Linked DNA regions of Canis lupus: region 2 is linked to region 1. A link is a contact called in public Hi-C data. All regions are on one chromosome and are shown on one strand. Each heading gives the region's core, a stretch centred on a gene start, on an enhancer-like site or on the middle of the called end of the contact. The rest is flanking DNA. Distances are from core to core; before and after follow the strand shown.

The links. A called contact is a pair of places that touch in the nucleus more often than the background predicts.
Region 2: a contact with region 1 is called in a Hi-C map of amygdala, with 4 times the contacts expected there. The contact joins two enhancer-like sites. A contact is called at or near these places in 3 of 9 Hi-C or Micro-C datasets (amygdala, blood and skin fibroblasts).

The regions. Positions count from the first base shown.
Region 1 is chr21:35,953,838-35,959,500 of UU_Cfam_GSD_1.0, reverse strand. All of the region lies in intron 2 of LOC119877364 (MICAL C-terminal-like protein), which reads right to left. Among named protein-coding and RNA genes, the nearest start is that of PARVA, 29 kb to the left of the region's middle. Within about 2 kb of position 2,935, at least 2 of the 20 cell types and tissues checked have an H3K27ac peak or open chromatin away from gene starts, as enhancers often do.
Region 2 is chr21:36,494,999-36,500,835 of UU_Cfam_GSD_1.0, reverse strand. The region is part of intron 8 of TEAD1 (transcriptional enhancer factor TEF-1); the gene reads right to left. Among named protein-coding and RNA genes, the nearest start is that of RASSF10, 94 kb to the left of the region's middle. Within about 2 kb of position 4,490, at least 2 of the 20 cell types and tissues checked have an H3K27ac peak or open chromatin away from gene starts, as enhancers often do.

The sequences.
Region 1 (5,663 bases), core at 1,686-4,185:
TATTATTTTATATTGACAATGTTTATTTGATTTGCTTACATGTTTATTATTCTTTTATTCACCATTTCTTCTTTCATATTTCAGATCATCCTTCAACTTATCTTTTTCTCCTTAAAGTAGATTGTCTAGAATTTTGCTTATACATAGTTAACTCCATTTGAGGAAAAAAAAAATGAGCATTTCTTTATTGAGAACTTGTTTTTGAAATAAAAGTTTTTCTGTGTACACTGTTCTAGCTTGAGAGGTTTTTTTTTAAAGCTGTTTGACACTATTATTCCACTGTCTTGTAACATCCATTATTGCTGCTGAGAGAAGGGATGTTAATAAAAATTTTGTTCCCTGTTAGATCTTTACTCTTTCTTTTAAAGACTCATTTATTTATTTAGTTATTTGAGACAGAGAGAGAGACAGAGAGACAGAGAGAGACAGAGAAACACAAGCGGGGGTGAGTGGACAGAGGGAGAGGGAGAAGCAGACTCCCCACTGAGCAGGGAGCCTGATGTGAGACCCTATCCCAGGACCCTGAGATCATGACCTCAGCTGAAGGCAGATGCTGAACCGACTGAACCACCCAGGTGCCCCATATCTTTACTCTTTATCCACTTTGAGATCATCTCTGTCCTTGATGCTCTACATTTTTCCCTCATTGTGTCAAGGTAAAGGTGGATGTATTTCAAATTTATCTTGATTTAACCTCTGCATTTAGAGATGCATGTCTTTCACTCATTTGAGGTAAAAGAAAGCTAACATTTATAAAGCACATATTGGGTCTCAGACCCTTTCTAAATGGGTTTTGTTGTCATGTTGCATCCATTATCTCTTCAAATAATACATAACCTTAATTTTCTCTATTTTCTCCTTCCAAGACTCCAATTGAACATATGCCACACCTTTTCGTATTATCTTCTATGTCCACAAACCATGCTTTCATATTTCCCATCTCCTTCGCTCTCTGTGCTGCATTGTGGCTCATTTCCTCAGATATACTGTCCAGTTCACTAATTCTCTCTACTGTTGTGTCCAAGCTGCCATTTAGCACATTCATTGAGTTTTTCATTTCAATGAATATATTTTTCAATTTCAGACTCTCCATTTATTTATTTATTTTTAATAGACCCTAAAAAAAATCCCTGGCCATTTTCTCAACTTTTTATTTGAAAAAACATAAACCTTAAGGATATAGCATTATATTTAGCTGTTATGTTTCTTTAATCTCTTATCTAGAACAGTCCCTAGATTCCTTCCCCACCTTTGTTTTCTTATAGCATTGACAATTGTCAGTTATTTTGCAGATTGTTTCTTAGTTTGTAATTGTCTGATTATATCCTTCTGGTTAAATTCAGGTTAAGCATTTCTGCTGCATAATGATGATATGTCTTTCTTGGTAGGTCATAGCAAGAGGCTCACAATGTTGACTGTGGTTACAGCTGGATAAAGTGAAGGTGGGATTGCCTGTTCTCGTTTGTAGTATTTTTTTCTGCTTGCTCCTTTTCGTGTGTAATCTATTTCTGTAAATGTTTGACACATAAGACACAGCATATTCTGTACTTAATAAAGTTGAAGATCTTGGCCATTAAATTTGTTGTGTTTAATATATATATATTATATATATATTAGGAGCTAGGAGCCTGATGTGGGGCTCAATTTCAGGACCTCAAGATCATGACCTGAGCTAAAGGCAGATGCTTAACCAACTGAGCCAGCCAGGAGCCCTAAATTTGTTGTCTTTGCCATTCTTAGTGGCTTACTTCCTTGTGTTTTGTGTGATTATTTATTATTATCATCTCATAGTTTATCAAACTTAATTTGTCTGAATCCTGAGAGCAAAAACTAAAGCATAGTTTCTTTCAGAGGATCTATACTTGATTTTCAGAGAGCTAAAAGAACTGATGTAGTGGGGGACTCTCAAGGTTAGCTTCCCTATTTTTTGTTAGTTTCAAGGCTTAAACTTTAAAACTACTGATATTTATCCTCAAGGCAACCCTGGATTTCTTTTTTATGCTTGCTTCTTTCCTGGCACACGTAAGTTTCAGCATACTTTTCTTCTTTTCTTCCTTCTCCTTCTTGGCCCTGAGAGGCTTACCTCACTTACTTAAGAGCCAAGCAATATTTTTAAAAGTATACTTGTTGTAGTGGATAGGCTCTTATAGTATCTAGTCCATCATTCTGCTGCTCCCTGCTTCTTGGGAACTGCATTCTGTATTTCTCGCTGAGTTGGTCATTTGGTAATCTAGTTTCAAATATTTTTCTGGGTAAAAATCATTAGGACCATATTTTCTAAATCTGAAGTTTGCAAAAATTAACCTAATAGGTCATAACAAACACTAAAAATGAGACAGAATGGAAAGTACTAGTCTTTTACATGTATCAAAATTCAGTATTATCTCTTGATGAATTTTATTCAATTATGTATTTATATGTACTAACTTGTAACATAAAATGCATGTCTTGCTGCTGTCATGGTGTTTTTTTGTGTAAAGCTATGCCCTAGGGCACATAACTCTGAGACCTTGATGTCCCTAGAATCCATGGAGTGGAGAGAACTCAAGGCTTCTTTAGGATGACAATCCCAGGCTCACTCTCACTGGGCCCATCTTTGTTGTTAGGCCACTGACTTTCTATAGGGTGGCCACTGAGGCTGGAGTCAGAGGTGAACACATAATCAACAGATGATTACTATTTGTTGTATAATGCAATCTGCAGTAGACCCTATGCATTCCTGGATATCTTATGCTGAGTGTGCCAAACTGCAAGGCCTAACCATCCTCCAACCCCAAGTCATTCCTGCAATCAGCCAAGTAGACGATTCCGAGAAGTAGGTCAGGATGCCACAGTGTGACTACTGTATAACTACTTGCTTCTGGGGAGAGGGCTGGCTTGTTCAGTGCTTGTTGTAAAGGCTGCCAAGTACCTTGCCCTGAGCTCCTGTGCTGTGGCACAATCTTCTGTGTGCACAGCTGCCATCTGGGCCTACTGGGTCACACTGAAGTGCTTGGGTACAGGGCAACTTGTACCATGCTATGTTCCTGCTGTTTGCTGGACTCTACGTAAAAAAACTCCTGTCCTCTGATGCCCTGAATTTCACTGTTTACTTTTAGTTCATAGAATTGTGGCAAACTCATCCAAATCCCTAGCTTGCTTAGCCATCAACTTTGCAATCTTGTTATTCCTGGCCATTACCTATGAATGGCATTGGGATTCAAACTCACAAGTGTCTGATTCCAGTATCTGTGTTCTTTTCAGGATACCTCATTGTTACATTATCAAGGGAAATATTATTTCTTTTGTTTGTCAGCAGCCAATAAGATAAAAACCACAGAGTGTAAGCCAAACTACTTCCCTCTTCCTGGCTAGGGTTTCATTGTGGTTTCTCTCATGATAACATGTGCTCCTGCTGCCACCTACTGGAAGCCTGGCACATCCTGCTATTTCTTTGTAAACTCCATCTTTGCAAAGGAGGAACCATCTGGCTCTCAAAAAACCTTACAAACAAACAAACAAACAAACAAACAAACAAACAAACAAACAAACTCAATGAAGACAACCAGCTGGTAAACCTTACCCCAAAGTTGGTAAAGCTATAAGGGAAAAGTAATTCCCGTATGCCGCCCCTAGGGACAAATCTTTTCTCCTTCCAAGGTGCTCTCAGTTTCTATCAGATTTCACCTGCCTCCAGCTGTTGAAGGAAAGCACAGATTGTGTTATCCACACCATCTAAATTTGAATGGCGGTCTCTTGCAAAATTGGGGAATTCCATGGCTCTAGCACTTAACACTGACCACCACATTGATAACAAAGCAGTAGGTAACAGTGTCTTGACCAAGAGGCGTCTAAGTGGCTGGCAAAGCTTGGCTTATCTCTTCATAGAGAGGTGGGGCCCAGGGTAATCAGACCCCTGCACATCCTGGTCCTTTACTCTGGGCAGTTGGAACTACCAGAGGAATCCATTCCCTTTTTCTAAGGACATCCATCCATAACACTTCTGCCCACCTCCCAACACACACCCTAAAGGACATCGTGACTTGTAATCTAGGGTGGGTTGTTAGATTTTTGTTTTTCTTTGTTTCCCTTTCCTTGACAAAATGGAGAACAACTCTTCCTGGGGGTAGGGGAGCTTATTTCTGACTGTTGGAAAGAAAGAAGAAATTGTTGTCACGACAATTAGGAGCTCATCAAAGCTTCATTTTGCTCATCAGCCATCATTGCCCTCCATCCTGCACCCCCGCATGTTCCTCTAATTCAATGCCCGCCTAATGAATAACTCCTAGGAACAAAAGAGCCTTTCAGGCTGGCGCATGTAATTATTAGAGGAGCCTTGCATAACTGTCACAGACTACTCATGTTTTCAGGCCTGTCTCTAAATTTGGTTATTCACAACCTTTATAGCTCAATATTATTGCCTAACTGTGATCATTTTCTAATTATCCTAATAATACCTATTAAATAATTCCCATTAAATCACTTGAACCAGAGCAGCACAGGCCAGCTCAAATACAACTTAACCTAATAAGCATCGGTCATTCATTAAGCACCAGGGCCATCTTTTAAAGGGGCTGAATAGAATATTAAACTGCAAGGGAATATTATTATTGCACAAATGTTATTACAAGTTGGAGTGTATTAATTTCGATGCCTGGTTTGCACATCTTCCATTTGGTCTCCTTTGGGGCCCATTCTCCTTGACTCTTCCAGGCTCCAGCCTCATGTTGAGCTGCATCTGTCACCCACGCAAGGACAACCAAGGCGAGGGAAAGGCCCATAGACTGAACAGGGGAATTGAATTACTAAGGATGTGAAGGGAATGAAGGGAATCCATCTTCTGGCTGGATCGACACACCTTTGAAAACACAAGCTGGCTTTCTTTAGCTGATCCTTCAAAATAGCCTTTCTTTATACTTGGGGGAGAAGGAGATTTTCAGAAGCTTTAAAAATATGGTTTCTAGAATTTAAATGTCAAGCAGTGAAGACTAGCGAGTCAATTCTTTCACAGTGTATGTGTGTGGATATTTAATAATACTTTGTAAGAACGATATCAGGTGGCATTGGTGCGACGCCTGCTAGGCAGTAGACACTCTGGTAGACACTTTGCCCACCAACGCCCTTAATTCTAAAACGACCTGGTAATGTGAGGATCATTAGCTCCATTTTTCATATAAGGAATCTGCAGGCTGAGAGGTTAAGTGATTCTCCTGGGGTCACACAGCCTAAATGCAATGGAGCAGAATTTGAACACGGGGCTCTCTGATACCTGTTATTTGACTTTCCACACCACAACACCTTCCCTCCCCAGGAAACTGAAACAGGCCCTAGCTTTGTTGGCATGTTGATCCTTTTCATTCTTAAGGCTCTCACTGAAATCTGTGGCTTCCCAGAGCCCAGTGCAGAGCCTTCTGGCTGGGGAATATGGCTGTACATCCAACAGGAGCGGCTCACTGTACCGAGAGTTCCGGCAATGGCTGTAGGGACAGGCCAGGACTCTCACTCCAAGCAGGAAACAGTTATTATTTTGCAATGAGGTCTATTCCTGATAGGTGGATCTGGGTTATCTTTGCAAGGAAATGCACGATGTACTTTAGTAAGAAAAGGAACAAACACTTACTGTCTATCCCATGCCAGGTACTATGCTAGGGCTTCCACACAAATTGTTTTGGCCAACGCTCACC
Region 2 (5,837 bases), core at 3,241-5,740, 540 kb before region 1:
CCAAAACTCTGGAGCCAGATAAGAACCTGAAATCTCAGTTTTGCTCATATGCGTAAGGGGATACAATATAGGTAATACACACGGGACTGAAGATTAAAGGAAATAATGCACAGAGGGCACTCGGCATAGGGCCCAGCATATAAGAAGTGTTGGATAAATCGCAGCTGCTAAGATGACTATTGTTGCGGTTTATTATTATGGGAGATTACTAGATCCTGGGGGAGAAGAAAAGAACTTTCCTGCTTCAGCTACCCCTCCTGCCTAGCAAAGAAAAAATAAACACAAGTAAGCCAAGAGCTAGGAACAACTTGTGAAGCCATGTGACTGTTCAAATCCTTGATTCTGGCCCACTCATAACAAGCTACTCAGGGTGTGGGCCTCTCTTGTGCCTGAAGGAAGGAAAGAGCTAGGTCTGCTCTGTGCAATGTGCTTTCTATACATGTGACCTCAGGTAATCCTGGCCTCACAATGACACTGTAGGGACATTTTATTAAAATCATTACATGTGGGGAAATGGAAGTTCCCAGATGAACAGACTTGCCTGAGGTCACACTTCCGGGAATAGTCCTGGAGTTAAGAATAAAACTTGGGCCTGTCAATGCCACAGGCCATGCATTTGGCGCAAACATCAACCACACCGTCTCCCAGAAGAAAATGCCTAGACCCTTCTCAACTCAGATCTACTTTTTCTGAAAGTTGATTTCAGAAAAGAGAAGAAGAATAAAAAAAGCTAACTAGTGTTTTCAAAAAGTCTAAGAAGTTAAATTAGAATTCAGGATAAAATAATGATTCGCAGATGCAGCAGACAGACTCTTCAAAGGCTTCTATTTTGAGGAAGTTACCTTTGTGCCCGAGTGGCTTAAATGAACTGAGAAGGGCAGGCTGTCTTTGCCAAAGGAAACCGGGCACTGCCTCTCCAAGGCTGGTGACGTGAAACTAAACCCTAACTGTTGGCATCTGGGTGGCTTTATTGCTGCCAAGAGGTGACTTTGTTTCTAAGAATACAAAGGACTAAAGAAGGTATCCTGGAGACCACAGCCGTGAGACAAACCGCCCTTCCTCTCCCCTTAATTCAACCTGGGTAGGTCAGGAATCCCTCTGCCCCCAAAAGCAGAAGACTGAAAAAGCAGAAACCTACCTGAGATGTTTGGGTTCAAGTTTTGATGAAATCAAAGCTCTAAAAAACCACTTGGTAAGGCTCTCACTACTTTCCATCCAGCCAGTTCTCCTTATAAGGGAAGAAGGCCAGCATGAATACCTTAGTTCCCTCTCTCCTTCCCAAATAAATCCCATTTTCTTTTCAGCAGTGGTGGTTTCCCCAAAACCAAAGGGTAATTCTATTTTAAAGAGCAGGAAACAAATATGTGCAAAAACAACATCAACAACTAAAATCCCAAGTATTGGGGGTAATATATAAGCAGAAACAGGGTGAATGTCAAGAAGTTATGTATACTAAAGCCCAAGACTAAATTTTCTTAATGTCCAAAATAGAGGTTAATGTTGGTTTGTCCAATTATTTAAAAAAAAAAAAAAAAAGTCTCCTTAGGCACTCAGGAGATAGACTGATCATTAACATATCAATGACAACAAAAAAAGAGTATTCACTCTGCTTATTTCTTTTATGGATTTCAGTAGAACCAGCTTTCCTAGGACACATTCTATGGTAGGCACAGGGAATGTGTGAGCTAAGAGTACAAAATCCCTCTCTTCATAGAACCTACAGAGTTGACTGTATGGAGTTATTGCCTCTAAGTTGAGAATCCTCTTTGCCTATGTAAATACAGGTTCTCAAGGATTCCCGTAGAGAAGACTGCGAATCAAGACAGTCAACATCCCCTCTCCTGTACATCACTGACTTAAATCAGCATTCATCGGCTCTTTTTATACGAATGGCTGTATTCTCCAGCACTAAACATACAGTGTTATTCAGTGGCAAGGAGAACACACTTGGAGCTCACTTGAAAATACACTTGGAGCTCACTTGAAAATGTGCATAAAGTTTCGCAAGTGGAAACCATGATGAGCACCAAATTACCCATCACATCTAAGAGTAGGATACACTCAAATTTGTAATGTTTCAGAAAATTAACCCTTCTTGCAACTATTCTCATGACAGAGGAGGACGTTTTCACAAAATGAGGGAATAAATTGCAAAAAGGAGATGGGGCCATCATTCAGAAGAGGGAGGAAAGAATGCACCGACCCAGTAGCTGGGCAGCTGACCCGGACAACAGCCAGTCCGGGGTGGATGAAGAGCGGGAGAAGTGTCACCAAAGGGACAACGGACCTGGAAGGTTCCCTGACTAATCTGACCCTCTGGAGAAGAGTTCGAGAACTCTTTTAGGAATGCTGGGGATGAATTTGTTTAGGTATGCAAAAGCTGGATTAAAAAAAAAAAAAGACAGTGAGGAATCCTAGGAAAAACAGTGTTACAAAAATGATTCTAATATGTCACACATTAACCATGCTGCATGTGAAATTTATAGGCCTGTAATACAAACGCTGAGTGTTAAACCAAAAATTTTGACATAACCAACACTGGGATAAGGAGGGAAGAGAACAATGTATTTAGAGAGCTAAGTCCTGGTTTTCCATAGTAAAAAGTCAACAGAAATTGTCTGAAAGTAATGAAGTGTAAGGTATGAACATGTTATTTCGAAATATGGAGAAAATATACAAAGAAATGGCTGAAAGGCTATGAGTAGCTGTCCTCAAGGAGTGGGACTGGGAGGTGGGGAGACAGCTTTTCTTTATAGGCTATGATGACTCTGGTTCAATTTGGCTTAAATACAAAATACACGTTATGACTTTATTGAATTAAATAAATAGCCAACCAAAAACTATCTTGGAACATCTTGGAGGTTTTTGAGCAAAAGAAAGAACTATAAAGGGAAACAAAAATATTAAGAGCTGTGCTTCAGGATGTTTATTCTAGGTGGTCACAAGTTCCCTGGACTCGAAAGGAACTTGGTCAGATCACAGAGCCTTCCTATGGCTTGAACACTCAGGATGACTGAGCAAAAGCTGGGACTCTTGTCTGCCTGCAGGGTTTACCAAAAACACCACTGATGCACCAGCAAAATCCTACCTGGATCAAGACTTGTCCTGCAGCTCAGCAGGCACCTGACACAAGCTTAATACACAGATTTCTCTTTTGACTTGGGGAAAATGCTCATTTTCTCTTTTCATCGCTATAATCCCTTCAGTTATTCTTCACAGCAGTTGCAACCAGGGACAAAGGTGAATGCAATCCTAAAAACTCCACAAAGTTACTTGCAACAGGTTATTTAGCTACCCTGAGGGATTAACAAAGGACTTTTCTTCCTCTCCCAAATCTGTTCTAAGGTCGGCTTCTTTCCCCTCTCTTCCCACCTCCTGTCCCCTCTCTTCTGCTTGGGGAGTCTGGACAGAGGGGTGAGGAGCACTCAAACTCCAGAGTCAGCTAGGGTCCACATGTGAATCCTGACGCAGGTGCCACTTCCTAGTGGGGTCAGTTAAAATGGGCAAGTCCAGCCCTCTGGGGTAGCTTCTACATCCATACTGCAGGAGCAACCACAGAACCTATCTCGAAGGAGTGTCACAAGGATTAAATGAGATAATGTGTGGAAAATATTATTTTATGTTTATGGAAACATTATATGCTGTGCTTGCACATAATTTGTTATTATTACTGCTACTATTGCCCCAAATAATCATGATGTTTCTTTACTTCAGTCATGATAATGTGAAATTAAGATTGTTCCTCTGACAGCAACGAAATGGAAGTACCAAACTTTAGAGCAGAAATTAAGAGAGGAACATTTGAGACGCACAGGGTGATTCCCACTAGCTCCCAAACTGCCTTTAGCTACTGTAATGTAGGGTGGCTGAGGTGGGGGTGATGTGCACCCGGAGCCTGGAACGATCTGGCCCCTGAATTTCCCTCAGACACGGTCAGTGACCCCTCTCTGAAGCGTGCAAAGCCTGTCCTTGAAAGGGCCCATCATCAAGATGAAGCAAACCGGAACGCCACAACTCCCCAAAGCGGCCACTGGGGTTATTTTCTTTCTCTTCCCTTTTTTGAGAGCATTGCTAATAGACTCTATTCCAGAGATCCCTGGTGAGGCAGCTCGCTTTTTTGTGCAAAAGGACAGAGACACCCGACAAATGGGCGGCAGTGGCGCTCCTTCCTCACACGCCCAGAGCTGCACTACACTGTCTGGCATGAAGATGGCGGTCTTCTCCCAGACTTGGTTCAAACATTCCAAGTATTTGAAGAACGCAGTAAAACCTTGAAAAATGACTGCTGTCATATAATACCAAGAGAAAAATTATAATCCACTTAGGAATTTAAAGAAACCAAGACTCATAACTCATGTCAAGGGATGTTAATGTACAAGTTGGAACAGAACAGGGACAAATCACCTACATTTGCTTCCTGCCCCTCTCCTTGCCTGGGCTCCGTCCAGACACCCCCAGGGCAGCCTGGGCAGCCTGTGATAACCCCCGGCCCTGCAGGGACAGGGAGGGGCTGTGGGGCCAAGCCAAGGAGAGTGACCTGCACATTCAGTGCTTGGGGGGAGCCGGGTAGGGGTAGGGGGCGCGTGCGGGGAGGGCCTGGCTGGGCTGGCATCTCAGTAGGGCCTCTCCTCAGCTAACTGCTCCGAGGCACCAGCCCCGATCTGGCTGGTTGGCACCTGGGCACTGCTTCACCCCCTCCCCTGCGCTCTTCTCAGAAACAAACAGCACTGAAAGCAAAGAATAAGGAGCAAGTGAGTCCTTCCTGGCCGGATCTCACACCGCCATGCACCACCTCGCCCCGGCCATCTTCACAGAGGGGCTGCTGTGTTCTCAGGAAGAAGTGTGTCTTCCCGCACGGAGGTGCAGCTGGAAGGGCCCACGGACCGCCTCGTGGGGCAGCAAACGGGGAAGGCAGGCGGGTGGGGTGCTGACCTGCCAAGGAAAGCAGATGGAGCCTGGCTGGGCCTCTGTGAAACGTCCATAAAACCCACATTTCCAGATGCTTTCAATTGCCTCATCCCCCAATGGCAATGAAAAAAAGAGGGTGCGTGCCCAGAGCAGCTCAGACACAGGAGTAAACCACCCACCACTGTGAGAGGGTGCAGCTGGGGCAGCTAGGACAGCTCGGCCGCCAGACGGGACAAAGCGGAGGGGGGGCGGCAGCACACCAGTGAGCCATCCCCCCCACCCCCAAAACCCGGCATCACTGTGTCCTACCAGAAAAACCTGGGGGCAGCATAAACACTGGGCACGGCCAGCCGTCAGAGCAGCTGCAGCCCTTCTCTGAGAACCGGGAAGGTTTGCGCTTTCTGACCGTTATTCCAAGCACGTGGTGCGCTCGCGAACAACACGCGGATTAGAAGCCAGGCTTTGCTGATTCCGAGCTGGGGAGCCTGGGGCAAGTTGCTTAAGCTCTCTGGGTCTTGGCTTCCTCGTCTGAACCCAGGGATGACACCAGGCCTGCTCTTCTCCGGGGGTCACAGTGAAGGTCAAAGGGAAGAGCAAACGCGACAGTCTGTCGGGCCACAGGGTGCTGCACAGGTGCTGGCACGCAGGGCCACTGTTAACGGGAACCCCCCCCCCCCCCATCAGCCATGCACGGGGGCAGCAGCAGGAGCCTCTTTTCTGAAGGGCCAGAAACCAGCTCTGGACAAACAGATGTTTCCCGTGACTACACGACCCCCTTTCTGAGAGGCAGTGCGGCCTCAGTGGCCACCGCAGGGCCTGGAAGCTTCTCCAGAGAGACCTCGTCCTTCTCCACCCTGTCACAACACAGGCAAGGATTCTCTTGGCACTCCGTGGAGTTTTCACCCTGCTTCTGATCTTCTTTTTTTTCT